Linked DNA regions of Mus musculus: all the other regions are linked to region 1. A link is a contact called in public ChIA-PET, Hi-C, HiChIP or PLAC-seq and promoter capture Hi-C data. All regions are on one chromosome and are shown on one strand. Each heading gives the region's core, a stretch centred on a gene start, on an enhancer-like site or on the middle of the called end of the contact. The rest is flanking DNA. Distances are from core to core; before and after follow the strand shown. Region 1 holds the start of Rusc1 (RUN and SH3 domain containing 1). Region 2 holds the start of Atp8b2 (ATPase, class I, type 8B, member 2). Region 3 overlaps She (src homology 2 domain-containing transforming protein E). Region 4 holds the start of Pmf1 (polyamine-modulated factor 1). Region 5 holds the start of Adar (adenosine deaminase, RNA-specific). Region 6 holds the start of Ssr2 (signal sequence receptor, beta).

Region 1 (4,089 bases), core at 718-3,217:
CTTCTCGGGGAGGTGCCAAAGAACCTCCCAAGGACCCAGTCGGCGGGAGCTCAGTGTCGGGCGAGAAGACTATGAGCCAGTCGCTGCGATCTTTCTTGGCCTGCGGCACAAGGGGCAGCCCTGGACCCCGCTTGCGCTTCTGGGCCAGCTCATGGAAGGACGTGATTGTCCGATGGGGCACCGGCTCCTGGCTGACGTCACCTCTCCATCCCCCATCAGTTTTCCCTGCATCTATTTTCGAACCAGAATTGGTGTTCAAACAAGAAGCCAATTTCCCAGATTCCGTTTTTAAGCTCGAGTTTGTATTTTCGTCTGTTTTCCGACCAGAGTCACTGTCCTCGATGGTTTTCCACCCAGCTTCAGTTTTCTCTGTGTCAATTTTCCAAATGGGGTTAATTTTCCAACTGGGCTCTGCTTTCCCTGCGTCGATTCTCCCATCTTCGGTCTCTGAGAGCTCAGAGGTAGCAAGATCCTGTTCCCCACTGTCTTCCTCTTCCTCCAAGCCTGGGGAAGGTAGGTCCTGGCAGGTGGTCAGGGCGTTGCAGTTCGAGTCCAGGTCAGGTCCAGGTGGAGAAGATATTCCAGAGCAAGAATCAGGAGAGCAACAGAAACTGTCTGGAGAGCAGGTGCTAGGGCCCGCTGGAGCCAGAGGAGAGCCCAGCTCCAAGGTGCTAGGCTGAGGGTTTGCATCCTCATTACCAGGCAGGTCTCGCGAGTAGACTGACACTGGAGACTCATCAGGGCTAAGGTCTGAGCAGGAGCTGAGAGAGGAAGAGCATCCTGGATCTGAAGGGGAAACAGCCTCTTCCTCCTGGGAAGGGTCCTGCTGATTTTCTATGCTGGACCCGTGCTCCTGGCAGCATCTACAGGGCACAGCTGGACTGTTGGAGTTGGCATCCACAAGGGTCCCGCTGCAGGGCCCCCTGCTTTCCTTGCCCCCGGTGTCTCCCGGGGGCGGGGGTGTGCTCAGAGGCCCCTCTCGTAGTTCAGGACGGCGGGACAAGTGCAGGCCTAGGGAGACATGCTGGAGATGGATGTGATTGAGGTTGCAGAGTAAAGCCCGCTGAGGGGACAGCATGGTGCCGAGGGAGGACGACGTATGGCTTTCAGAGAACCAAGAGGATCCAGCGTCTCACATCCACCTACCTGACAGTGTAGATGCAGACCTAGAAAACAGGGGTGGTTGAAACCTAGATCACGGGTAAGGGCACTGGAGGTGACTGAGGACTAGAACAGGCCTGGGAAGGATCTGGCTGCTTTGGGAGATATTTAAATGAGATTCAAATCACCACGGACAGGCCATTAGTTCCCACTGCAGTATTTGCAGGTGGAGCTGAACATAACCTCCAGGGAACGGAGAAAGGAGGGTCATCAGAGAATGCAGTTGTACTCTGATCTTTGTGGGGCTGCGAAGCTTGAAAAAAGAGTGGGGCCCAGAATATGGGGGTGCGATGCTTGAAAAAGAATAGGGCCCAGAATACACCGATTCTTCCTAATCAAGCTCTGTCCTCCAGCCTAACCCTGGGAGGAAGGGGACCCCGCCCGGATGCTCTAGTGAGGTGGATGGTGGGGAACAAGACGAAGGGTTTGGTTTGTTAACGCAGGAGAGGGGTCTGGGCTGGAGCAAGGGGAAGCATTCTGCTGTCAGCTCTGCATCTGTCCCAGTCCCTGTTCAGCTCTAGCCTTCCTCCTGTGTCCTCACCCACCGCAACGCCAAGATTTGTCCATTCACTCTGTGTCGTCTCCCATCACCCAGCCATCGCCCGTTTCTTTATTCTTTTAACTGCTCCTCTCCTGTGCTATCAATCCATCCATCCATCCATGCATCTATCCATCCATCCATCCGCACCCTCAGACCGAGCCCTCCTCACCGCAGTCCTCCTGGAATCGCTCCGGCCTTGGGCTCGTCTGCGTCCCCGCCCAGCAGGGAACAGAGCGGAGGGGAGGGGCACCGGCAAAACCCACTGTGGCTGCGCAGCCGCACCCCTTCACGCATGGGCGTGGCATAGCTCAGGACCGCCCCTCAACCCCCACGCAACACTTGACGTTGTGCCTATGTCACCCATCTACAAAGCAGACGCTTTGGGTCTCAAGGAATGCTTTTGCCAACCTGGATTCCAAGCTGCCCTCTCCCACCCCTGCATTCTGGATAAAGCTGAACTCCTGACTGCCACAAGAATAAAACCACAGGATGTTGAACAATAATTTATTGAGACCCCCTCCCTCCCAGCCTCTCCAATTCCGGGGTCACTTTCTCCGTTTGTAGATCTTGTTTGCAAGTTCCATGAAGATGGATGGGGGCAGGGGCGCAGAGCACTGCTCTATGAGACTCTTGAGGCGGTTGTAACTGTCTTCCTCATACTTGAAGAAAGCAGACTGCAGATCCAGCGCCTCATACAGTGCTTTCACCCGAGCCACTTTTTCTGGGTCCTTCTGCCCATAATTCTCCTGGAAGCACGAAAACAGCTTTACTTGGCTGGGTCCAAAGGCCCTCACAACTCATTCATTCACTCCAGACACTGGCAAAACTCTCCTCTCTGGGGATCCAAGATACCAAGCATTGCCTCCCGAGCCCAAAGTTCAGGTATTGGCTCTGGATTCTACTTCCTCTAGGGTTTCCCAGCCTTGACACGGCTGAGTTATTGGGCAGCATGCGTTGTCTGGCACTATCCAAAACCTTCCCGGTTCTGCCTGCTAGCCACCTTCAGCACAAACATCAAACTGCACTTAGTTGCCCAATGTCTCCTGGACAGCAAAATCACCCTGCTTTCCTAACCACCCCTCCTCCATCCCCTTAGCAAAGGGACATGCCACTCCCAGGCCCCACTCGAGCACCTCTAAGATCTGGCGCTGTTGAGGAGAGGCTCGTAGCAGACACTGAACCACCAGCCAGCTGCATTTGTTGTCCTGGATGTCAGTGCCGACCTTTCCCGTCACACTGGGGTCTCCAAAGAGATCAAGGTAGTCGTCCTAGGCAGCAGGCATAAAGGAGAGATGAGGAGGTCCCCAGGCCGGGAAAGAGAAAATATGCACTCTGGGCTGCAGGACCTGCCTACCTGGACCTGGAAGAACTCGCCCATCTCCATCAGGATCTTCAGGGCATTGGCGTGTTCCTTCTCCCCATCAATGCCTGCCTGTAGGAGACAGGGTAGGCAGCATGACCACACATCTTCCCCTGGGAGCTGCAGCCATTACGGTTCCACTTTCAACTTCAACTTCTTACAAAATGAAACGAAGACCTGACCCATAAACCACCTCCACACCTAGTCTCCTGCCTCAGCCTCAATTTCGCTCTGCCGCCCCCCCTCCGCCCCCCGCCAGATGTACCATCCACAGGCCTCAACTCTGCCCACTTTCCAGTATCAGAGGGACAGAGGGCTTGCCCGAGGTCACACCGTCACACAGTAAATGCCCTCCTGTCCCAGCGTCCCCGAAAGAAAACAGTGGAAGTGCCACCAACTCACCATGTACATGGCGGCCGCAATAGGCAGGTAGAAAGAGTAGAAAGCCGTCTTGTACTTGACAATCGATTTGTACCTGAGTCAGGGGAGAAGATGCATTCATGGGGACACAGCCCATCTTTAGTCTCTGTCTACACATGATTGCTAGTGGCCTCACCTCTTTTCAGTGTATCTACCAAGATCCACATGGCCCTGGGGTGCTGTCATGAGGTCTAGAGTCTGCCCGATCTCTGTCTGATAGGAACTCTAGGGAAGAAAATAACACACGGGCTCTGAGCCAGGCTTTCTCCGGGACCAGGAAATGCTTGCATCCCAAGCAGCTGACAACTAGGCAGGCAGGCAGGAGGGAAGAGAGCAGCTCCGTGCATGCTCACAATCACATGACAGCCTTCTTCACTTGCCATTGCACACTTCCCAGTCTAGCACAGCAGAGCACGTGCCACAGAGGCTAGAGCTACAGGAGACAGGTGTGGGTCCCCAGCCCCACTGCAATGCACCTGCAGAAAGAGCTCCAGCAGGTTCAGGTAGTAGGGCTGCTCCCTGCAGTAGAACTTCAGCAAACGATAGATGGAGGCTTCCAGAAGCAGAGCGTCGTTGATGGCATCCAAGCCTATGCCTGGCTGTTAGG
Region 2 (4,089 bases), core at 1,153-3,652, 870 kb after region 1:
CTTCTTAAACTACCCGCTCAGGACGCCTAGTCCTTTTTTCTCAGAACCATACTAGTCCTTCCTCTTCCCTTGGCTCCCTCAGTCATAACAACAGCCATTTTCATCATGCCCCCAGAGACCCACTTCTTGCCTCTCTTACCTGGGGGGCGCTTTTTTGCACACAGTGCCATCTCACCCAGCAAGGTTCCAGCAATCCATGGGAGACCCTGCAAGAAAGTAACAGACACACGCAGAATTCTTCACTGCCCACATCAGATGCCTTCTGAAAACTATCCTAGCTCTGCTCTGCCCTGCCCTCCCCACCTCCTCCAACTCCACTAACGCTCACCTTCCTGCACTGACATGAAAACCTGAGAGAAAAGGGAGGCCTTCCCTCTGTCCTGGAAAACATGAGGGAACTGAGAATTTACAGAAGCCAGAGCCTATAGGGAAAGGGCCTAGAAGAGACCAGATATAACAAGTGAGACGTAGCTCTCAAGGTATCCACCTGAGGAACAATGGCTGTCCCGTGTGCCGTCCTAGTGGCAATGACAGCTGCTGCCGGTACTAGAAAGCAGAATGTGCCCTAGTGGGTTGGGTGGAGAGCTAGGAACCAGGAAACACCTGGCAGAGCATCAGGAAGCAGGGTGGCCATGTTCCACCCTTCTAGAAAGCTCCTAATGTCCCCACCCCTACTTTCATTACTGGGGCTTCCATTATCACCTCCTCCCCAGGAGGGTTCTCATCAGACACATGGCCACCACTTCCTGCAGACAGTCCTCAAACCATTTCCTCTCAATCTTGTCCAGCCACCCTCTGGGGCCATCAGAGAGGTCTTCCCAGTCCTGCTAAGGGGTCACCATTCTCTCTCACCCCGAGTCTACTCCAGTCAGAATGACACTAAGAACAGGCTCAAGAGAGCCTCTGCTTCCTCCCACCCTCTCATGTACTTTCTCCTAAAAAGGTGTAAGTCCAGGCCACAGGAAACTCCTCTTCCTTCAGATGGAAAGCCTTGCCCCTCCTTAGTTCCCTTGCCTCTAGCCTGTCAGTCCCAAGAGATACTAATTGCCTGTCTGCCCAATCTCTGTAATTACTGACTGTGGTCCTAGCCCAGCCATCCTCTCCCGCTCTCCCTTCACTAATGTGCACTCCCTCCTTGACCTCAGAGCAGACAGTCCTGAGGGGCACTAAGTCCTTTTCACTCCTGACTCTCCACAACTGTGGCAAGCAACAGTGGCTGCCCCCTTGGCTCTGGAAGAAAAACCTCATGAACAATTTGGCGATGCCAAACCCTCTTCCAGGGCCCCAGCCAGGGTCTCCACCCAATCTAGAGCATGAGTCACGGGGAGGGTGGAGTGTGGAACCAGACGCTAAAGGAGAGGATGCAGGGTGGGCATTGCTGGCTCCTACCCAGCCCCACTCGAGTGGGAGGCTATCAAGCATCGTTAGCCCTAACATCTGGGTCTTCCTTCTTGGAAAGAGTTAACAGTGGAGCAAGCTGACCATCAAGCGTCAAGTCTGGATACAGATCAGGAAAGTACTTTTACCTCTAGGACCCTGGGGAGACTGAGAACAACTTTGGCCCCAATCCTCGAGAGGGGTGCAGTAACAAGGTCCCCCTCTCAGGATATCCTGGTTTTCTAAACCGACTAGGCCCACCAGCCACGTCGCCTTGCCCCGTCACCCTACCCCAGCCCCCTCTGCAGCCACATCTGGGATAAAAATAGCCAGCCATGGGAAAGAGGCAGCGCTCCACGAAGGAAAAAAGACTCCTCCTCTGGGTCTGGCCTCCGCTCCTTTCCAACCAAGAGCCTTTTCAGGGGAAGCTAGCAGATAGACGAGACAGGAGAAAACAATAATACCGGAGGCCACCTTCCTTCCCTCTCCAAGGACAGTATCCAGGACCCACCACACAGCTCTGAGCTCCCAAAGCTAACATCCCTGGCACCCTTGGTTTTCCTGGGGCACAGAGAGACCTCCACCTTCCCGGGACAAATCCTATCAGCCCCAAACTCCCTCTCTAGGCACCTAAAGGCTGGCACCAGGTTACTCCTCACACCCCAGCTCCGCACGCCCCTTCGGGGCCCCATTTTCCCAGCTTGCGCACAGCTACCGGTTCTCTCCATCCTGGTAGCCCTTCTCTCCAGCCTCCCACAGCCGCTCCCCGTGGCACCGCTGCCCGCGCCTCCCAGAGCCGACCCTCCCGGTCCACACCCCCGGCCCCACGGTGGCAGCGCCTTACCTTAGCGCTCCGCGCGCGGCGCTCGGCCCGGCGGCCCCGTCCGGCCCATGCCGGGGGCTGGGGCGGGGGCGCTCGGCTCCGCTGCCCGCAGGCTCCCGCCCCCCCACAGCAGCCCGGCTCTCCTGACCCCCCCGGGGCCCCGGCCCGCTACTTTGTGTCAGTTTCGGCCGCGGGGCGGAAGTGACGGCTGCGGCCACGGGCGGGGGGCGGGAGGGGCTTTGGGGAGGTGAGGGGCGCGGCGTGCGCCATCTTGGTGCGTAGGGAAGGGGGGGGTCCCAAGCTCCAGCCGGGACACGCACACAATCGGCGAGGCTGGAGGACGCTGGGATGCTGCTGCTTTATTTTGGAAGCCAGAAACCGAGCGAATGCTGCTTTCTCTGCCAGAAACCATCTTCGGGGAGGAGCCTGATGCGGGAGTAGTGATGAAGAAGCCCCGTAGCACACTTCTCTCTAGCCCAAGTCTCTGCTGTGCTTCCCTCCTCGCCCTGGCTCATCTCAAGGCCTTTCACTTCCTGAAAAGGCACAGCTATGCATTGACTGGGAGTTGTGCCTCAGTTTCTCCACTTGGTTCTCCTGACGATAAGTAGTTGACTTTGCCCCTTACCACATTCCCTTGGGTGGTATATTACGCGCGCGGACACACACACCTCGAAGAACTATCTGAGGTCGTTGGCGCTCCTGTCAGGCCAAAGGTAGGAAACGTAGAGATTTCCCGAGCTGGCAGCCAGAAGACAGGAAGATAGCTCCGAGGCAGAGCCCTTGCCTAGGCCCTAAATCAAATCCCTAATGCCACAAAGTACGAGTGGTTTTGTTGTGTTGTTGTTGTTGTTTTGAGTCAGTGGGAGGGGATGTCTCACTATGTAGCTCTGAAAGGCCTGAAATTCTCAGAGACCCTAGGCGTGCTCCATCACTTCCGAGTCAAACTTAAACTGGGTTTTGTTTGTTAAAAAGATTCACTCTTAAACCGGGCGTGGTGGCGCATGCCTTTGGTCCCAGCGTGCGCCTTCGATCCCAGCACTCCGAGGCAGAGGCAGGCGGATTTCTGAATTGGAGGCCAGCCTGGTCTACAAAAAGTTCCAGGACAGCCAGAGCTATACAGAGAAACCCTGTCTCGAAAAACCATTAAAAAAAAAAAAGATTCACTCTTGTTAGGTGTGTTGAGTAACACGCTGAAGTCAAAGCCGTTATGGTCTGCATAGAAGATTTCAGTACTCCATAGGGAGACCTCGTCTTAAGACGAAAAAGTGAAGAAGGGAGAGTAGAGGAAACCAAGCTTCTCTCGAGAAGCTCCCAGGCCCTACCCCTCAAAGGATCCTAGGATCCCTCCACCCACCCGATTCTAGAAACCTTCCCAAAGCCAGCGTGCACACCCTCTGGCGGCTCCTTTAAGGAACTGCGTGCCTGGAAGCTCCCAGGGTAGAAGACCAGTCTGGAGTCCTTCAGGAGTGGTAAACAGAAGTGTCCTAGTCTGGCATAGTAATACAAAGAATATCTGTCTTGCGTGCTGGCCAGCTCATGGTGCTCTTGCAGAGTGGGATAAGATTGGTCCTTGTCACAGCTTACACTCCAGCTGAGCTAGAGTAACCAAGTCTGAAGCCTTGAGTTGAGATGCCATCACCTTTGGAAATGGTTCTAAATCCTCAGGATGGTGCAGAGCCACCAGGAGCTGGTATTCGGCTGTGCCCAGGGTGGCCCCCACCATAGGAGCCACTGGAGGCACCCACCACCAGCCATTACCAGCGCTGTAATGGAAAGACAAAGGGAGGGGTCAGAGGTGGCTCTTAGACACACCTCTTCCCATAAGCCAGGACTAGTAAGGCAGGCCCTCACACTATTCCTGTCATGACATCCAACAGTGAGCATGGGTT
Region 3 (4,089 bases), core at 1,026-3,525, 770 kb after region 1:
GACTCACAGCTGGGTGGTAGCATAAAGTACCCTATCCTACCGTGCTAAAAACAATTAAGCGCAGCAGGGTGTCCTAACCACTCACTGGTGAGCCTGCCAGCTGGGGCTTGTCCTCCGAGCTCCAAAAGATTGAGCTTTTTGTCCTTTTCTTCCTGATAAAGGTATTTTCTTGTTATCTTTATTCCTTTGAATTGATTCTGTCTGGGGGGGGGGTGTTTCTTCTGGTGAACCCTCAAGATGCTGTGAACATCTATAGCATCTAGAGAGCTGTCCACTTTTTCTCCTTTAGCAAAACTTATTTGTAAAAAAACTGCTTTCTTTGTTCCAGAGTATGGACTTAGACAGGGACCCCTGAGAACGGAAGGCATCTGTAATCCATCCAGCTGTCCAGGAGGTCCAAGAGTCCAAAACTAACCTTGGCAATAGAGCAAGGGTGTCTCCAAAAAGAATACAGGAAGGCAAAGGGCATTTCTACTTCCTGTAATAGCATAGCAGATTCTGTCCAGATGTATTCTAATCACTGTCTGAGGGGGCGCTGGCCAGTAGGATGTGCTGAGGAGGCAGAGACAGGAGGAGTTGAATTAGAGGTTACTCTTGGGTTACACCTTGGGCCAAAGAAATGGCTCAGAGGTGGAAAATGCTGCACTTGTAGAAGACCCTGGTTAGTTCCAGTATCCACATGCTGTCCAGGTCTAGGGGATCTGGCGCCCTCTTCTGGCTTCTGAGGGTACTGGGCAGGAACATGGTACACATACAAGCAAAACATTCATGCACATAAACTTTTTAAAAACCTGAATGAAGGAATAGAAACAATGGAGGAAGTCTAGTGAGTATGCACAAAAGCAAGTGGTGGTAAAGAAACAGGTGTCCCTTCCGGTTACTGAGAATGCTTTAATAGGCATCTGTAAGAACAGCCTGTATTGTTGGCCGTTTAGAGTCTGCGTCTGTGGTGCTGGAGTTCAGTCACTGGTCTCTGCCACAGGAAGGGGAGCTGGGCAGAGAACCAGTAGGGAAAGCTGGCTCTTCTCAACACAGGTCCTACCTTAATAGTCCTTGTTTGGTGTTTAGATTATTTACCAGTGTTGCCCCTGTTGGATAGGTCTTAATGTTTAATTCAAGAACAACTGTAAGTCATTCTTTGCTTACTAGATGAGTCTGTTAACATTTTCGTTAGGAGCTAATGACTTATTTTTCCTGGCCTCAGTCAAGAAGCCAGTGCATCTAGATTCATGCCCCCTGTACATGCTTCTGAAACTTAGGATTTCATTGCTCCCTTCCTGGGACCAGACAGCCATTGGTCGTCTTTCTGTCTTCTGTAGCCAGCACCCATTTAACCGTAAACTCCCTTGGGATCAATCTTTTGTCTTCTCTTTGCCACCTACATCCCACTAACTTGGCCTTGAAGAAACTTGACCTGTAAGAGCCTTCCCTGTAATTTAGCTTCCCGGCTTCATGGACCCTATGCAATGAAAGATGGTGTTCTACTGCCATCTACTGGGACAAGAAAAAAACTGCAGTTGAGAAACAAGGGTGCATTTAGGGTAGTTTGTCTCAAGGATTTTTGATACAGTCCATAAATCAAAATAAACGATGACACAGCAGTTGCCATCTTGAAATGTGCCCTTTACTGTAGAAAGGGTGTTTTGACTCCTAGTCTTCCCCTGGACCTAGGCTGGGTCATGTTGTTCACAATTTTAATTCTATTTTTGAAGACTGCTCTGTCAACAGATCATTGAGGCAGGAATCATTCTGTTAAGCTCTTAGCTGTTCCAAATGCTGTCAGGAGGATTTTACATTTAAAATATCAACTGATACGTCATTTTAACTTTTTAAAATATTTAAAAGGTTGTAATGCAGGTGCCTTGGCAATTGTTATTATAATGGAATCTTATAAATTGTTGGCTCTCTTCACCGGTCAGCGTAGCTGTGTGCCTTCCGGAAGATGGTTTACCCTGAAGTGTTACTTTCAATAAATGCTTTGCCAGGAAAACAGTCATTTGCTTTGTTCAGTTAGTTGCTGTTTTGGTTGGTTGGTTGGTCGGTCCATCAGTCTGTCCGTCGGTCGTGGGTCTGTCTGCTGGTTTTGTTGTGTTGTGGAGCTGGGTTGCATGTGCCAGGGTTTTGCCACTGAGCTGTACCCCGCTCAGTGAATTGGTCCCATTCATCCTGACAATCGCCTCCCTTCATGAAAAGTACTTCCTGTGCAGACACCTACTGGAGTGTTCTGTGAAACTGCTGATGCCAGAGTGTTCCAACGCAACGAACAGCCAGCAGCTGAGCCTCCCCCTCACTTCTCCCTCTACAGCCCTGCCACTCTGTATCCCTGGAGAATACAGAGCAGTGTGGTTCTCCTCTGTGGCTTAGTCTTCCCCAGCATGTCCTTTGTTCTCCTCCTTTGAGCATCACAATTAGATTCATGTGAATGGGTGTGAGAGAGTGTATGTGTGTGTGTGTATGTGTGTATTAGTGTATATGTGTAGGTGTGTGTGTATGTGTATGTGTCTGTATGTGTCTGTGTGTGTGTGTTTGTGAGTATGAGTGTGTGTTTTTGTATGTATGTGTGTATGTGTGTGTGAGTGTCTGTGTGTGTGTATATGTGTGTATGTGTGTCTATGTGTGAGTGTATGTATGTGTATGTATATATGTGAGTTTGTATATATGTGTATTAATGTGTATATATGTGGGTGAGTGTGTGAATATATGTTTATGTGTGTGTGCCTGTGTGTATATGTATGTGTCTGTGAGTATATGTATGTATGATTGTGTATGTATGTTTCTGTGTGTGTGAATGTATGTATGTGTATGAATTTTACTTATATAACTGTTGTCCTGGAACTTGCTTTTAGACCAGGCTGGCCATGAACTCAGAGTTACCCCCGTCTCTGCCTCTCCACAGTTGGGGTTAAAGTGCCTCCAGCACTCCCGGCTTTTTTTCCAATTTTTAGTGATGTGAAGAGGGGTGGTTGGTATGTGCACCTTTCTGCAGAGACCAGAGGCATCCAGTCCCTTGGAGCAAGGGCTACAAGCAGTAGTTAGCACATGGACGTGTATGTGCCCTTAACTGGTGAGCCTCTCTCCAGCCCTGGTTATTTTTATTTGTGTGGATGTGTGCAGTGTCTGCAGATGAAGGAGAGGGTTCTGGATCCCCAGATGTGGTACTGGGAGTGGAGTTGGTCCTCTTCACCACTGAGCCATCTAGCATCTGGTCTTACTGAGCATAGCTACGATTTGCCACCAGGTGCTGTAAGTACCTATCAGTTTTCTGAATTCGTGTGTAAGGAAAGAGGATGTTTACATGCAGCAATGCTCCTTCTGCCCCATCTGGGGAGTCAGAGTAATGCTTTTTTAGAATTCAGACTGAACATATTTGTAAGAGCCCAGGTTCAGGTCCTGAGTGTTGGATTCCTGCACTGTGAAGGGGCGAAGGTGTAAGGAGCCTCCTTTTTCAAATAAGGATCTCAATGCTCAGCTGATCAATGTGTCCTGGGTTAGTCACATGGGAAGCAACGGGCAGACCAGGTCTGCCTCAAATCCAGGTGTTTGCTTGTCAGTGTTGGTGTTGAGACAGGGTGGTGGTGGTGTTTATTTGGTTTTTGTTTTTTAATGTAGTCCAAGCCTCTACAAACTTAAGGTCCCCCTGCCTCTACCATCCTAGTCCTGGGATAGCCAGTGTGTGCCACCATGCCAAGCCACACCTCTACTTTCCCTTCCAGGTCATCTACTCCACCTGCAGAACCCTTCATGTCTGCAGAACAGGGTCAGTAAGGTGAGGTCCAGGGGATGCTCAGGCTTAGAGCACGGCTGCTTGGGCAGACTTCCCTTCCCAGCACGTATGTGGCTCACAGCAGTTCCACAGGAGCCACACCTCTATGGGCTCTGTGGTCATACATTCAAGCAAGCACTCATACACTAAAATCAGAATAAATACTGAGTTTTGAAAACACACCTCTACTCCCTTATATTTTGGTTGTGAGCCTAGCCTTTAGCAGCTGAGCCATCTCTCTAGCCCACACCACTCTACTCTCCAACAATGGAAATATATCAGGCCAACAGGACGTATAGGTTTGCAGTGCTGAGCAGAGTTCTCCC
Region 4 (4,089 bases), core at 678-3,177, 680 kb before region 1:
CTGCAGAGTGGGTAGGGAGTTTCTATGGCTCATACATAAAACTACTCTTTCTGTGTAGTACTGTTTCCTGAATGCCAACCAGCTTTGCTATTTCTGAGCCTGGAGGTAGAGCCCCAGGCCTCCCAGCAGCTCCATCACTGAGCCCTACCTACCACTGAGTCCCATCGCCCTCACCTCCTTGCCTTTCTTTAGTTTAAAATGCCAGCAACTGAGGCACAATTGATGTTCGCTCTTTCCTTGGGCTTAACATAACTATATAAATCACACCCTGCCTAGAGCATCCCAGGCCATAGCACTGGATCAGGATATGGTAAGACCTTAGCCCCTCAGCCTCATGGGACCCACTCCTCTGTAACAAGCTGCTGGCTGCACTGTGTCCTGGTGGGAGACCTGGCTTCTCTCTGAATAGTACTAACTGGCCTTTACCCTGGGCTCCACTAATACCACCAACCCAGTCTCTTCTGGCAGGTTCAAATGTCACAAGACACAGAAAAGGAATCCCTTGCTTGCTGCAGCTAAAGAGAAAGACTGTTTCAGAAGGTCCAGGAGACTGCCAGGACCAAAAAAAAAAAGATTTCGCTTTTGGAGAGACAAGGCAGGGGAGTGCAGATAGCAGGGCCATGTGCGACTGCATCTTTATATTGTGAAACCTAAGATTGGCACTTCTGGCAGTTGGGCCTTAGCCAGGCCAACGAAAAGGACAGCAGGGCAAGAATTTGAGGTCCACCTGAAGCCAGCATGTCCAGTCTTCCTCTAGTCACTGTGGAAGTCACTAGAGCTCTGCTGGCTGGAGCGGGAAGGCATGGGAGGTGGCGAGCACTGAGCCTATAGTCTTTTTTTTTTGAGACAAGGTTTCTCTGTAGCCCTGGCTGTCCTGGAACTCACTCTGTAGACCAGGCTGGCCTCAAATTCAGAAATCCGCCTGCCTCTCCCTCCCAAGTGCTGGGGTTAAAGGCTTGCGCCACCACTGCCCGGCTAACATTCCTTTTTTTAAAATGTTAATTTGATTCGGTCATGTTTATGTCTAGGTATTTTGCCTGCACGTATGTATTTGCACCATGTACATGCTTAATGCCCACCAGAATAGTGTCAGATCCCCTGGAAGTGGAGTTACAAGTGGGTGTGAACCACCATGTAGGTGCGCTGCAAGATCTGCAAGATCAACGAGTGCTCTTACCACTGAGCCCAGGACATTCCTGGTTATGAGGCCTGGCACACCAGCCTGTAAGGACAGCCACTCATTTCTGAGTTCGAGACCAGCTTGGTCTACAGAGTGAGTTCCAGGACAGCCAGGGCTACAGAGAAATCCTTTCTCAAAAAAAAAAAAAAAAAAAGACTGCAAGCTCAGTGCTTGCCACCTCCCGCGCGCTCCAGCCAGCAGAGCTCTGCGCTCATCTGGCGCCCTGGCGCGTTAGGTCTACGTAAGCAGATGACCTCTGGGGAAGGACGTCGGCTGCCCTAAGGCTGCCGCGGGCCCCAGGCTGCTGCCTTGCGGGACGGTGGAGAAGACAGCAACTGCAATCCGACCTTCCCTCTACTCCTCCGCAAACCGCGGCGAGAGGTTTCAGGGGAGCAGCCCTGCTCCACCGCGGCGGGTCGCCCACGTGACTGCGCCAAGCGTATCTCGCGGGACTTACGATCCTGCGACAGACCTCCCGCCACCTCTCCCCATTGGTCGCCACCTACCTCCTGTCGGCGACTAGCTTCTGGAGGAAAGTGTCTACTATGGCGTCCAGGAGTTTCACCCTGGGGATGGTCGCGTCCCCTGGCACAGCTTCCGGAGAGGAGCCCTCAGGCCCCCTTTCCGCAGCCTCGCTATCTCGGCTCACCTCAGCCATGTTGAAATTGAACCGCCAAAATAAACTGGCCCTGCAGCTCCTCCCAACAGGACCTCCGATTGGAGGCCGCGGAATGCCCGTCACGGAGCCGGATGGGGCGGGGCAGTGGCCGAGGACGAGGAATTAGTTCTCAGCTCCGGGGGGAGGGAGGGGGGGAAGGGCAGAAAACAAAACCCAAAAGCCAGAGTTTAGGGGCTCAATAAAAACTTTTAATTACATTTCAAAGATCTCATACAGTGCAACAGTGAATATTCGCAGCTAATCTCCTCGAGTCCATTTCTAGCTAATGCTGAATGTGCATTCTTTCCCATGTGCCTCTATCCAGCCCTCCTGTCTTGCCGAGTTTCTAATTTGTGTGTTGACCAATGGGTCAACATTTCTAGCTGTTTTGGTCTCCAGTTTTGGAAAAATGGCCGCCCACTGGCTCATCTTCACCAAGGCCAATCCCAGACCCTGACCTTGGGAGAGTAGGAGTTCCGACACGGGGGTGCCTTTTACCTTTATATCCAAGGTCCTTTCAAACACAAGGGGAAAGAAGGAAAGGGAGATAGGACAAGAAAGGGAGAGGCTTAAACACCGGACAAGAAAAGTCGGGAAGGAGTAACCTAAGGTATGAAAGGTGGGAGGAACCTATGTCCACACTCTGCCCCGTTAGGAAAGACCAAAGAGCAGAGCTGTCCAATCACAAAGGTCTTGATAGTGAAAGCCTGAGAGGGGCCCTTGCTCCACTGTATTGATAGGTCTTAAGGTAGAGGTGAGGAGCGAAAGGATTTAAAATGATCTGTGGGCTTCACCCTTCAGATGACTATGGGCAAGATTGAAGGGCTCTCTCAATAAAGTGCAGGAAGTGGGGCCTGGCGGCGTCCTGTAAACCTGGAACTTAGGAGGTGGAGGAAGATGAAGAGTTCTAGGCTACCCTCTGCTACATAATGAATTCAAACCCAGCCTGGGATATATGAGACCCTGTCTCAAAAAACAAACCAAAATGCTGAGACATTAGTAGAGGGCTCAGAAGGAAACAAATACAGACTACAGCGAGTAGTAGGAGGTGTGTGTGTGGAGACTGGGTCAAGTCAGGATGGAAGAATGTGGAGCAGCCGTGAGAAACATGAAGGCTTCAGTTAGCACCTTCCAATTTGGCACCATGGCATTTCCCAAGCATCTCCCAGGCTGAAGAGCAAGATCTGCCTGCTTTCTTCCCTCCCATTCCTGGATGTGCCTCTCTGCCACCAACACAGGCTCAGTAGAGGCAGGGAAGAGGGACGCTCCTGAGGAAAGCATCAATGGTTTTGGCAGTAAGAGGCTGGTAACCAGGTGGACCTGGCCTTGGGTGCCTTCCTGACTGTATTTTTTTTTTTTTTCTGTTGCCAGCACAGGGTACCATGACTGGGATGATACTTCACAACCAAGGACAAGAAAAAAAAGGATAGTTCATATTCCAGAGTCCCACTGTGAGACACCTGTTGCTATTCATCTGGGTGGCAGGTGTGCCTGTGGCACTGCTGCCTCGGGCTCAGAACCTCCGTTGTACCTCCAGGGCTTGGCTCAGCTGGCCTGAGGAGATAAGAGTGAGGAACACACATCCAAGCCAGTGGCTCTTTCCCAACCTGGCTTCAGGGCAAAGTTCCAAGGACAGTGTTCTCTAGTAAGTCTGACCCACTTATAACTATGCCCCTCTACTGTAGTCACCTGGGCCAATGAAGGCCAGCAGCTCATGCGGTTCCCGGGCCTGAGGGACAGGGAAGGGGGATAAAGAATTGGGATCTGTGTCACAGTTTTCCACTTCTCCAAGGAGTGGGGTCTGACAGCAGACTGAGCTATGAGGGTGAGTTGGCTCATTCACAGATGTTCAGCTACACATAGGAAGCCTTAGCATTCCTCCCTCCTAGTAACTCCCCTAGAAGATGAACGCCCTGCAGAGTGTGTGCTGCTCCGATTTGTCCCCCCAAAGGCAGGACAAAGCAGTGAACAACTCAGGTCCCAAATTTAAAATAAGCAGGCATAAAAAAATAAATAGACCCCAGGCAGCTACTCAGAGCCTTGGCCTGAGGCTCGAGAAGAAGCAGGGGACAAGCAAACGAGGAGCAGCTCTTCTCCAGGCCTGAGGGAAGGTCAGAGAGGGGTGCCAGAGGGGCTAACGGGGTCCTGTGGCCATGACTGAGTATAAGGACCGAGTGAGGGGCCCAGATCTGCAGGGGAAATCAAATGATGGGGATGAGGGAAGCCAGGCACAGAACCTCTGCAGAAGGAG
Region 5 (4,089 bases), core at 804-3,303, 640 kb after region 1:
GGGCTCAGAGTCAGTCAGCCTTAGCTGTATATTGGAGGAGTTTTAGGTGACCCTGAACTGTATGAGACCCTGTCTCAAAAACAAAACAAAACCAAAAGCTGGTTGTGGCTATCAACATCTGTAGAACATCTCTCAGGGTCGGTATAGCTAGGTGATACATCATTCTTTTGTCTCCTGAAAGCCTCCCAGATTATTTGAGCAAGTTAGACTGCTGGGGAAGGCCCTGTGAGTTTAGAAAATGAATGTTTCGGGGCTGGAGAGATGGCTCAGTGGTTAAGAGCACTGACTGCTCTTTCAGAGATCTTGAGTTCAATTCCCACCAACTACATGGTGGCTCACAACATCTGTAATGGAATCTGGTGCCCTCTTCTGGGGTGTCTGAAGATAGCTACAGTGTATTCCTATACATAAAATAAATAAATCTTCCTGGCCTGCAAGCGCCAAGGGGGAGGTTGTGATACCTTATTTTAGACACAACTGAGTTAGTTATTTGGGTGGTGACTAAGGAGTAGCCCTCTGAATTGGAACCTGGCAGGAGGCTCCCAAGCTCCTAGGGAAGTAAGCTGCTTGTGACAGGACTGTCACCTGTTTGTTCCCAAGGCCCTCCAGTTGAGGGGAAAACCTGGAAAAGGTAAACAGCCCCAGGTTGCAGTGGAGGTGCCACCTAGTGAGGCTGGGAGAGTTAGGACAGTTATCAAGGGAGCGAGACAAAGTTTAGGAATGAGACTGTCTGCGGGTCCTCAGTGGATCATTAGCCCCCAGAACATTCCTTCCATTTAGAATGCCTTGGACTTGAACCTGTCTTGTGCAATACATGATTGACCTTGGTTTTGCTTGGTTTGGGACAGGAGGTCTTCTTTCAGTATTGTTACATTGTTTCCCATCTGCTGCATTTGGCTGTGGTTTTTACTTCAATTGCTGTGTAATATCCTAAGGTGGGAACATCTGCTTATTTTAGTTTGATTGCTTTCAGTGTTGTGTAGCTTATCCTGCTAAATGCATATAATGGTTAAACCATGGGGTGTGTTTCTAAGTAATGACTTCCTGCAGTGACTGGGGTTGCTCCTTCTTGGTCCTCCTATGTGCTAGTTAATGGTGCCACACTGGTGAGTGGACAAGAACACCTACTCACTGTGACCTTTCCTGAGTTTCCCTGATGGCACAAGATTGAGCTCTTTTCCTGTGTTGATTGCCATTTTTTATCCCCCCCCCCCCAAGTTTCTGTTCCGCAAATTGTTTTACTTAGAGTGCACTATTATCCACTCACCTATGACTGTCTGGGACTCACTGTGCAGGGGATATAGGCGAGAACAGCCCTGCCCACTGGAGTGCCCCCGGGAGCACTGAAGGCAGGCAGCTATACCAAACAGGGAGGACATGATTGGGAGTGACTTTTGAGCCATCCATCTTGCCCAGACTGCTACATGCTGGGGCTTCTACTTACACTGTGTGTGCTGCTGGGTGCTGACGTTGTAGCATACACTAGATGCCCAGACTGCCATATGCTGGCCTACTTGCACCATGTGCTGGGTGCTGACACTGGTACAAACGCATCAGGTACCCAGGGATATGGAAGTGGAATTCCTCTGAAGTCTCAAAAACAAAACAAGGAAAGGGGGAGGAACATTCTAGGCTAAAGAACAGAATACGTGAAGGTAAAGAATTTTATCTACAAAAAGATAGGAAGTTTGGAGCAGCCAACAGGGGGAATGAAGGACAGGCTAGTGGGGACAGGGCATTGGCCAATGGTCACTCTAGGAGTGGACAGACTTGTAAATCTCGCAAGCAGTAGGGATTAAACACGGAAAAGGAACTTCCTCACAGGGCGGAGAGGGCGCTGTTGAGTGAAGCTTTCCAAAATACCGTGAACAAAAATAAGCTTGTCAGTGAAGTAAATAGCTCCCAAGCTCTCAGAGAACGTATATAGTGCCCTGCTAGTGGAGGTGGAGTGGTGAGGAAGGCGGTGGGCGTGGACTACGGCGGCCCAGCCCTTATGGTGGGCAGGATGCTGCTGCTCGGCTACCGGGAGCAAACCCCTCCCTCCTCTTGGCCCAACAGTTGGGCGGGGAAGCCTTTTCAAGGAAACGAAAGTGAACTCTGGGGAGCCAGCCATCTTACGGCCACAGGTGCGGGCCTTGCCGGCACTATGTCTCAAGGGTTCAGGGGACCCACAGGTAAGCCCGCGGGGTCTGCACCCTCATATCTGGCTCGCGTAGTGTGAATTACGAGGGTCACGTTCTCCTTCTCAAGCCGAACTGCCAGCCCTTCTGGGGATTTCTGTTCAGTTAGTTCTTGTAGCTTTGAGCAGTCTCAGGAAGGAGGCTGGTCAGAAGATAGACCAGCGTCTAAGCCAGACAAGGACCCAGGCCGGGGCAGACACCCCTTCTCTTTCTGCTAAGACCCCTGATGCCTTGCTGAGCCGCTATAGCCCAACATGAGCAACTTTTCTCATGATCCTCTTTGCTTTTTCAACTTCCTGAGAAATTTAAATTATCTCAACTAACCAGCAGGGGGAAGTCTTTTGCTTTATGGCCAAGAAGGGTGTCTTTCTGTAGCGCACTGGGTAAGCTTCGTGGAATTCTACTTAGCACTAAAATGAACTTGTGATGTCGTACATGAGCCCCAGCTGCAACGTTCTGAACAGAAAAACCCAGATTCCGAGGATTCATGCTGTGCACAGCACTGGATCTGTCATTCTGGAAAGCAGCGGGGATGGAAACTGACCCTGTGGTGGGATTAGGACTGTTCCTTGCCTTGGTTTGACCATGCTGGTTTGTTTGCTTTTGAGGCAGTTTCTACTTGTCTTGTGTTGCCTTGATTGCCCTTGAGCAAGCCACCAGTCTTTTCTCCCTAGAGCTGGAATTGCAGGCATGTCCCACCCAGGTTTATCCTTCAAAATTTTAAAAAGCTATATGGGATGTACCAATAGCCTCACACTTGATAAGCAAATGCTCTACTACTGTGTGTGTGTGTGTGTGTGTGTGTGTGTGTTGTAATTTGGGGGGTATGATGGTACTCATGAGGCAGAGGCAGGTATTTCTGAGTCCCAGGCCAGCCAAAGCTGTGTAGATGGCCTCAAAAACACAAACCAAAAAAACCCTACTCCAACAACCAACTTTTAATGTTGCAGATGTACAGGCACACTTGTACTTCTTTCTACGACAAAGGACAGCCTCGGAACTGGGCCCTCAGGCTTCCAGGAATTTTTCTTCTTGGTCCCCTATACCCTCAAGTGTCTCACAATTACTGATTTTTATACCACACTGTGTTTTGTTTTGTTTTTCTTGGGTTCTGGAGATTCAGATTCAGGTCCTTAAGATTGTGTGGCAAACGCTTTACTCACTGAGTCATCTCCCCAGCTCTTAATGGTGTGTGTGTGTGTGTGTGTGTGTGTGTGTGTGTGTCTACCTTCCCTCAAAATATTGCAGGCATCTGACTTGAAGGAAAGCACTTTTTACATATACTACAGTATGCACCTATGGATCATAGATGGTAAAGACAAAGGACTTATCTGTTGGTCCTAGAGATGGAAGGCAGGATTAGAATGGTGTTTGAAGAGCCATGTTTGATATTATATGTTAGGATGGTAAGATTGCCAGTCACGACAGAAGGCTGTGGCCCAGCTCCTGTAGCCTTCAGGCGAGTCAGGAAGGCTGTGAGCCACGTCAGAGATAGCACTACATGTTCTGTTTCCTTCTCTGGTCCTACCTCCCCGAAATAACTGAGTAAATTCCTTAGTTTCATTTCTTCTGTGCCTATTCTAGTGTTTGTGCATATATGAACTCACTCTCTCTCTCTCTCTCTCTCTCTCTCTCTCTCTCCCTTCTCTTCCCCCCCCCCCCAAACCAGGTTTTTTCTTTTCAACAGAAGAAAGCTTAACTTACATGTACTCTACCATTTACACTTTTCACATATACAAATTTTTTGTAGTAAAAATGCAAATGTATCCAACACAGATGTTCAGAAATTGTGACTAATGTTCCACAGTGTGAGGCTGTTATAACTTATTCAACTACTTTGTAGCTACGCACATATATTTCCCAGATTTTGTCTGAAAATAGCCATTTAAATCAAGAATGTAGTTAGGGC
Region 6 (4,089 bases), core at 880-3,379, 510 kb before region 1:
GCATAGGCAGGTAGATCTTTGTATATTTGAGGCCAGCCTGGTCTCCAGGGCAAGTTCCAGACAGCCAAGGCTACACAGAAAAACCAAAAATAAGAAGTTTGGGTCTTCAAAGAAAAAGATCACCATTCCAACTGAAGAGTCTGGACAAAGCACACTTTATTCTGTTTGGTTTGTGTCTTAGTTAGGGTTTTACTGCTGTGACCAGACACGATGACCAAGGCAAGTCTTATAAAAAAACAACATTTAATTGGGGCTGGCTTACAGGTTCAGAGGTTCAGTCCATTATCATCAAGGTGGGAGCATGGCAGTATCCAGGCAGGCCTGGCACAGGAGGAGCTGAGAGTTCTATGTCTTCATCCAAAGGCTTCGAGTGGAAGACTGACTTCCAGGGAACTAGGGTGAGGATCTTATACCCACACCCACAGTGACACACCCATTCCAACCAGGTCATACCTATTCCAACAAGGCCACACCTTCAGATGGTGCCACTCCCTGGTCCAAGGATATACAAACCATCACAGTTTGGTTTTTGTTTTTTTGAGAGACAGGGCTTCACCCTGTATTCTTGACCAAGAGACCGAGCTCAAAAGAGCGAACACGTGGAAGCAGGAAGTGCAATTGGATTTTTTCCTAGCTCAGGTGATAGCTGTCTTTTCTGACCTCCTCGAGCACTGGGCATACACATGGTGCACATATGTACATGCAGGCAAAACACTCAAACACATAATAATAAAGTATTCTAAAAAAAAAGTAAATAGTTGTAAGAAGTCAATCAAGCCAGGCAGCCATGGCGCACACCTTTAATCCCAGCACCAGAAGGCAGAAGCAAGTGGATCTCAGAGTTCAAGACCAGCCTGATCTACATAGAGTTCAGGTATATAAAGAACCCCCTCCCCACAAAAAATGGGGGGTAGGTCAATCAAAGGGTTAGGCATTGTTAGCATTTTGTTTAAGCTCCACCCCACAGTTACCTGGCAACAGCCAGGTGTGCCTGACTCACTATAAAAGGGGCTGCTTGCCCCTCCTCTCTCTCTCTCTTTCTCTCTCTCTCTGTCTCTGTCTCTCTCTTTCTCTCTCTCTCTCTCCACTCTTTCTTTCCATGAGCTGATGGCCAGCCTCTACTTCTCCCTCTCTCTCTCTCTCTCCTAACTCTCAGCTCCTCTTCCCATGCCCTGAATAAACTATTCTATACTATACTGTCCTGTGGCTAGTCCCTGGGGGTGGGGGGAAGGGATGCCTCAGCATGAGCCCGCGGTGGCATTCCCTAACCCCACACCTTACCACACATCCACCAAACACATTTCCTCTCCTTATCTTTTTATAAACACAACAGGCATGGTGACACATGCCTTTAATCCTAGTTTCACTTAGACAATAGAAGCCAAGGGATCTCTTGTGAGTTCTAGGCCAGTCTCAAAAAAAGAAGAAAAAAAAGAAGCATAGGGTGTCTGTCCCAGGAGAGCCAGGCGCAGTGGGAGAAGGTTCTCTCATCACCCCACCAGCATCTATAGTAGTGCCAGAGCACAGAGCAGGTGCAGAGTAAACCCATCCTGGATGTAAGAGTGCTACAGAAGGGATGTGGAAGAACTCTCCTGCACATGTGCTATAAGCATGTTTACATGTTCATGTGTTTATGCACATGTGTGTGTGCACATGTAGAGTTCAGAGGAGAACTTGTCGGTGCCCTATTAAATGGGTCCAAGGATTCAAACTCAGGTGGGCAGGCATGGTGGCAAGTGCCTTTACCTGCCGAGGGGTCTCTCTGGCCCTGTTTACTAGTTGTCTGAAGTCTCTATAAAGTGCTAATTACATAAGGCAGTGACTAGCAGCTTGGAAATCTAAGAATTCAAGGAAAGGCTATATCAGCTACTTCAGCCTTAAAACAAAGTCGGCGACTCTTTGAACTTTGAAATTGTGCCTATGCAGCTTATTTCGTTTTAGTTTAAACAGAGGGGTTTTCCATGGGGTAAGCATTAATGAGAAGAAATTGGAGGACACACAGGAAAGAGTCAAGGACTCTAGGTAACTCAACTCCTTTGGGGTATCAGCCGCCATAAAGGGGAAGGTGGGGCTTGTTTCAGAACTACAACATCCATAAGGCACAGGAAGGGACATCAGGGTTTCCGGTCAGATCCGTTTCCGGTCTTTCGGAGGCTGACGTTGTTTTCCGGTTGTCTGTGGCCCAGGGAGGCGTTTGGGGTGCTCACGGTGAGTCTGGGAGACGCAAGAGCGCTGGGGTCCCCGCTGACCCCGCCTGGCCGGCAGCGCGGTACACACTGCTGTGGCTTGGGCTCGCGGCTGCGGACCTGGCGGCGGGGCTGGAGTGTGGCGCCGCACAGGCTGCCTGGCTGGCAGTGTTTCCCATGCTTGGGTCGATTGCTCACTTTGCTTTTTTCCAAAGATGAGGCTGCTGGCGGTTGTGGTGTTGGCTCTGTTAGCCGTCAGTCAAGCAGAAGAAGGAGCCAGGCTTTTGGCCTCCAAATCATTGCTCAACAGATACGCTGTGGAAGGGAGGGACCTGACCCTGCAGTATAACATCTACAACGTCGGCTCCAGGTAACGGCCTAGAGTTCGCCAGCTTCCTTCTGAATTCCGAGTTTCCACGTGGGCATAGAGAACGTTTTGTTGGGGAGTGAATTCTCTTTTGGAGTCCTCCAGTATCGAGTGCAGTGTGTGAGTGAGTGAATGAATGAATGAATGAATATACTAGAGGGCTTACCTTTGTCGGGTGCTTTTTGAAGGTGAAGACATCCTTAGGTGAATTACAAGAAACCACTTTGGGGTCTCAGAAGGCTTTCAAAGGCAGGGATAAATTCAGCTTGTGAAAAAGGAAATGCAGACACAGAGTGTACATCTGTCCTCTTACCTCGGGTGCGGACTCCCAGCTTTCTTCTTTCACTTACAATCACTTTTTTTGTTGTTTGTTGTTTTTCAAGGCCGAGTTTCTTAACTGGCTGTCGAAGAGTCCACTCTTAGACCAGGCTGGCCTCAAACTCACAGACATCTGTCTGTCTCTCACACTGCTTCCCGAGTGCTGGGATTAAAGGCATGGGCCACCACTGCTGGCTCCTATGAGCACTTTTTTGTTGTTCTTTCCTTTTATATATTTTTCCATTTATATCTTACTTCCCCTGTCTAGAATTAGAGCAAGATTACCTTTGGCAATTCACTTCTGAGCAACAGAATCCAGGCCTTGATCTGGATTCTTCAAAACAGGCCCAACTTACTATGGGGGTTTCTTTTGACCAGCAGGTGGATTTTCCAGTCAGTTCCCTTAGTTTTATGTCCCTCACTCTTATTTACTATATGTAAGTACACTATAGCTGTCTTCAGACACTCCAGAAGAGGGCATCAGATTTCATTACAGATGGTTGTGAGCTACCATGTGGTTGCTGGGATTTGAACTCAGGACCTTCGGCAGAGCAGTCGGAGCTCTTAACTGCTGAGCCATCTCGCCAGCCCTGTCCCTCACTCTTTATTTCCTCTGCTTTCCAGCGCTGCATTAGATGTGGAATTATCTGACGATTCCTTCCCTCCAGAAGACTTCGGCATTGTCTCCGGTATGCTCAATGTCAAATGGGACCGGATTGCCCCGTATCCTTTTTTTTAATGGGTGGTGAGGGCTGGGGGAGGAACATTGCCTGGAAAACATCAAGGGGGCTGCAAACAGACTGGATGTGTGGTCTGTTTCTTGTCATATATCTGGGGAGGATGAAGTATCAGCTGAGTGAGTGTGCCTTCTTCCTTCAGGCTGTAAGGCTGTCTGTATCTCCCAAGCTCCATTAGGGAGATGCAGGCATATAAAGGTATCTGTGGCTATGAATGGATATTGAATGTGCTTTTTTTCTTTGCACTGCTGGAGACAGACCTGGGTATTCACACACATTGGGTAAGAAGTGCTCTATACCTCAGGTGCTCTCAAAGCAGATTCAGTGGGGTGTCACCATGGAGACCCCGGGTAACACGTTAGCATCTTCTCTTAGTGTCTGCTTTCTGACTTGAAAGTTATTATTATTTATTCTTATTTTATTTTTATTATTATTACTATTATTGTTGTTGTTTTGGTTTTTCAAGGCAGGATTTTCCTGC

The links. Promoter capture Hi-C pulls out the DNA fragments that hold promoters and counts their contacts. Hi-C and Micro-C count contacts between places; a contact is called where the count stands out from the background. ChIA-PET counts read pairs in DNA pulled down with a chosen protein or histone mark. HiChIP or PLAC-seq counts read pairs in DNA pulled down with a chosen protein or histone mark.
Region 2: an RNA polymerase II ChIA-PET map of memory CD8 T cells shows a contact between it and region 1, with 13 read pairs. The contact joins the promoter of Atp8b2 here to the promoter of Rusc1 in region 1. A contact is called at or near these places in 3 of 39 promoter capture datasets (cranial neural crest, hippocampal neurons and pre-B cells), 1 of 484 Hi-C or Micro-C datasets (cortical neurons), 3 of 115 datasets of contacts at active chromatin or transcription factors (astrocytes, embryonic forebrain and memory CD8 T cells) and 1 of 9 other capture datasets (liver).
Region 3: a contact with region 1 is called in a Hi-C map of cortical neurons. The contact joins the enhancer-like site here to the promoter of Rusc1 in region 1. A contact is called at or near these places in 2 of 39 promoter capture datasets (embryonic stem cells and hippocampal neurons), 2 of 484 Hi-C or Micro-C datasets (both in cortical neurons), 5 of 115 datasets of contacts at active chromatin or transcription factors (embryonic forebrain, embryonic hindbrain, forebrain and 2 more) and 2 of 9 other capture datasets (adipose tissue and liver).
Region 4: a promoter capture Hi-C map of pre-B cells shows a contact between it and region 1, with 2.2 times the contacts expected there. The contact joins the promoter of Pmf1 here to the promoter of Rusc1 in region 1. A contact is called at or near these places in 3 of 39 promoter capture datasets (liver and pre-B cells) and 2 of 9 other capture datasets (liver and pancreatic islet).
Region 5: a promoter capture Hi-C map of neutrophils shows a contact between it and region 1, with 3 times the contacts expected there. The contact joins the promoter of Adar here to the promoter of Rusc1 in region 1. A contact is called at or near these places in 2 of 39 promoter capture datasets (neutrophils and pre-B cells), 2 of 115 datasets of contacts at active chromatin or transcription factors (memory CD8 T cells and pancreatic cancer cells) and 1 of 9 other capture datasets (pancreatic islet).
Region 6: a contact with region 1 is called in an H3K4me3 HiChIP or PLAC-seq map of pro-B cells, with 4 times the contacts expected there. The contact joins the promoter of Ssr2 here to the promoter of Rusc1 in region 1. A contact is called at or near these places in 4 of 39 promoter capture datasets (hippocampal neurons, liver, maxillary cranial neural crest and 1 more), 1 of 484 Hi-C or Micro-C datasets (embryonic stem cells), 3 of 115 datasets of contacts at active chromatin or transcription factors (astrocytes, microglia and pro-B cells) and 3 of 9 other capture datasets (liver, macrophages and pancreatic islet).

Annotation. Positions count from the first base shown.
Region 1 is chr3:89,091,396-89,095,484 of GRCm38.p6, forward strand. Rusc1 (RUN and SH3 domain containing 1) reads right to left here and starts at 1,968. Exons shown (of 11, transcript NM_028188.2): 1 at 1,872-1,968; 2 at 1-1,166. The coding sequence starts at 1,078. It overlaps Fdps (farnesyl diphosphate synthetase), which reads right to left. Exons shown (of 10, transcript NM_134469.4): 5 at 3,959-4,081; 6 at 3,619-3,707; 7 at 3,465-3,537; 8 at 3,057-3,134; 9 at 2,836-2,970; 10 at 2,193-2,448. The coding sequence ends at 2,248.
Region 2 is chr3:89,960,936-89,965,024 of GRCm38.p6, forward strand. Atp8b2 (ATPase, class I, type 8B, member 2) reads right to left here and starts at 2,403. Exons shown (of 28, transcript NM_001081182.3): 1 at 2,222-2,403; 2 at 140-206. The coding sequence starts at 170. It also overlaps the pseudogene Aqp10-ps.
Region 3 is chr3:89,856,851-89,860,939 of GRCm38.p6, forward strand. She (src homology 2 domain-containing transforming protein E) reads left to right here. Exons shown (of 6, transcript NM_172530.3): 6 at 1-1,996. Among named protein-coding and RNA genes, the nearest start is that of Gm46811, 13 kb to the right of the region's middle. Within about 2 kb of position 2,276, at least 45 of the 459 cell types and tissues checked have an H3K27ac peak or open chromatin away from gene starts, as enhancers often do. A contact at or near this core is called in cortical neurons and hippocampal neurons, where this site is marked.
Region 4 is chr3:88,408,470-88,412,558 of GRCm38.p6, forward strand. Pmf1 (polyamine-modulated factor 1) reads right to left here and starts at 1,928. Exons shown (of 5, transcript NM_025928.4): 1 at 1,687-1,928. The coding sequence starts at 1,838. Slc25a44 (solute carrier family 25, member 44) reads right to left here. Exons shown (of 4, transcript NM_178696.5): 4 at 2,025-4,089.
Region 5 is chr3:89,728,665-89,732,753 of GRCm38.p6, forward strand. It overlaps Adar (adenosine deaminase, RNA-specific), which reads left to right and starts at 2,054. Exons shown (of 15, transcript NM_001146296.1): 1 at 2,054-2,174. The coding sequence starts at 2,147.
Region 6 is chr3:88,577,479-88,581,567 of GRCm38.p6, forward strand. Ssr2 (signal sequence receptor, beta) reads left to right here and starts at 2,130. Exons shown (of 6, transcript NM_001356317.1): 1 at 2,130-2,208; 2 at 2,402-2,556; 3 at 3,496-3,594. The coding sequence starts at 2,402.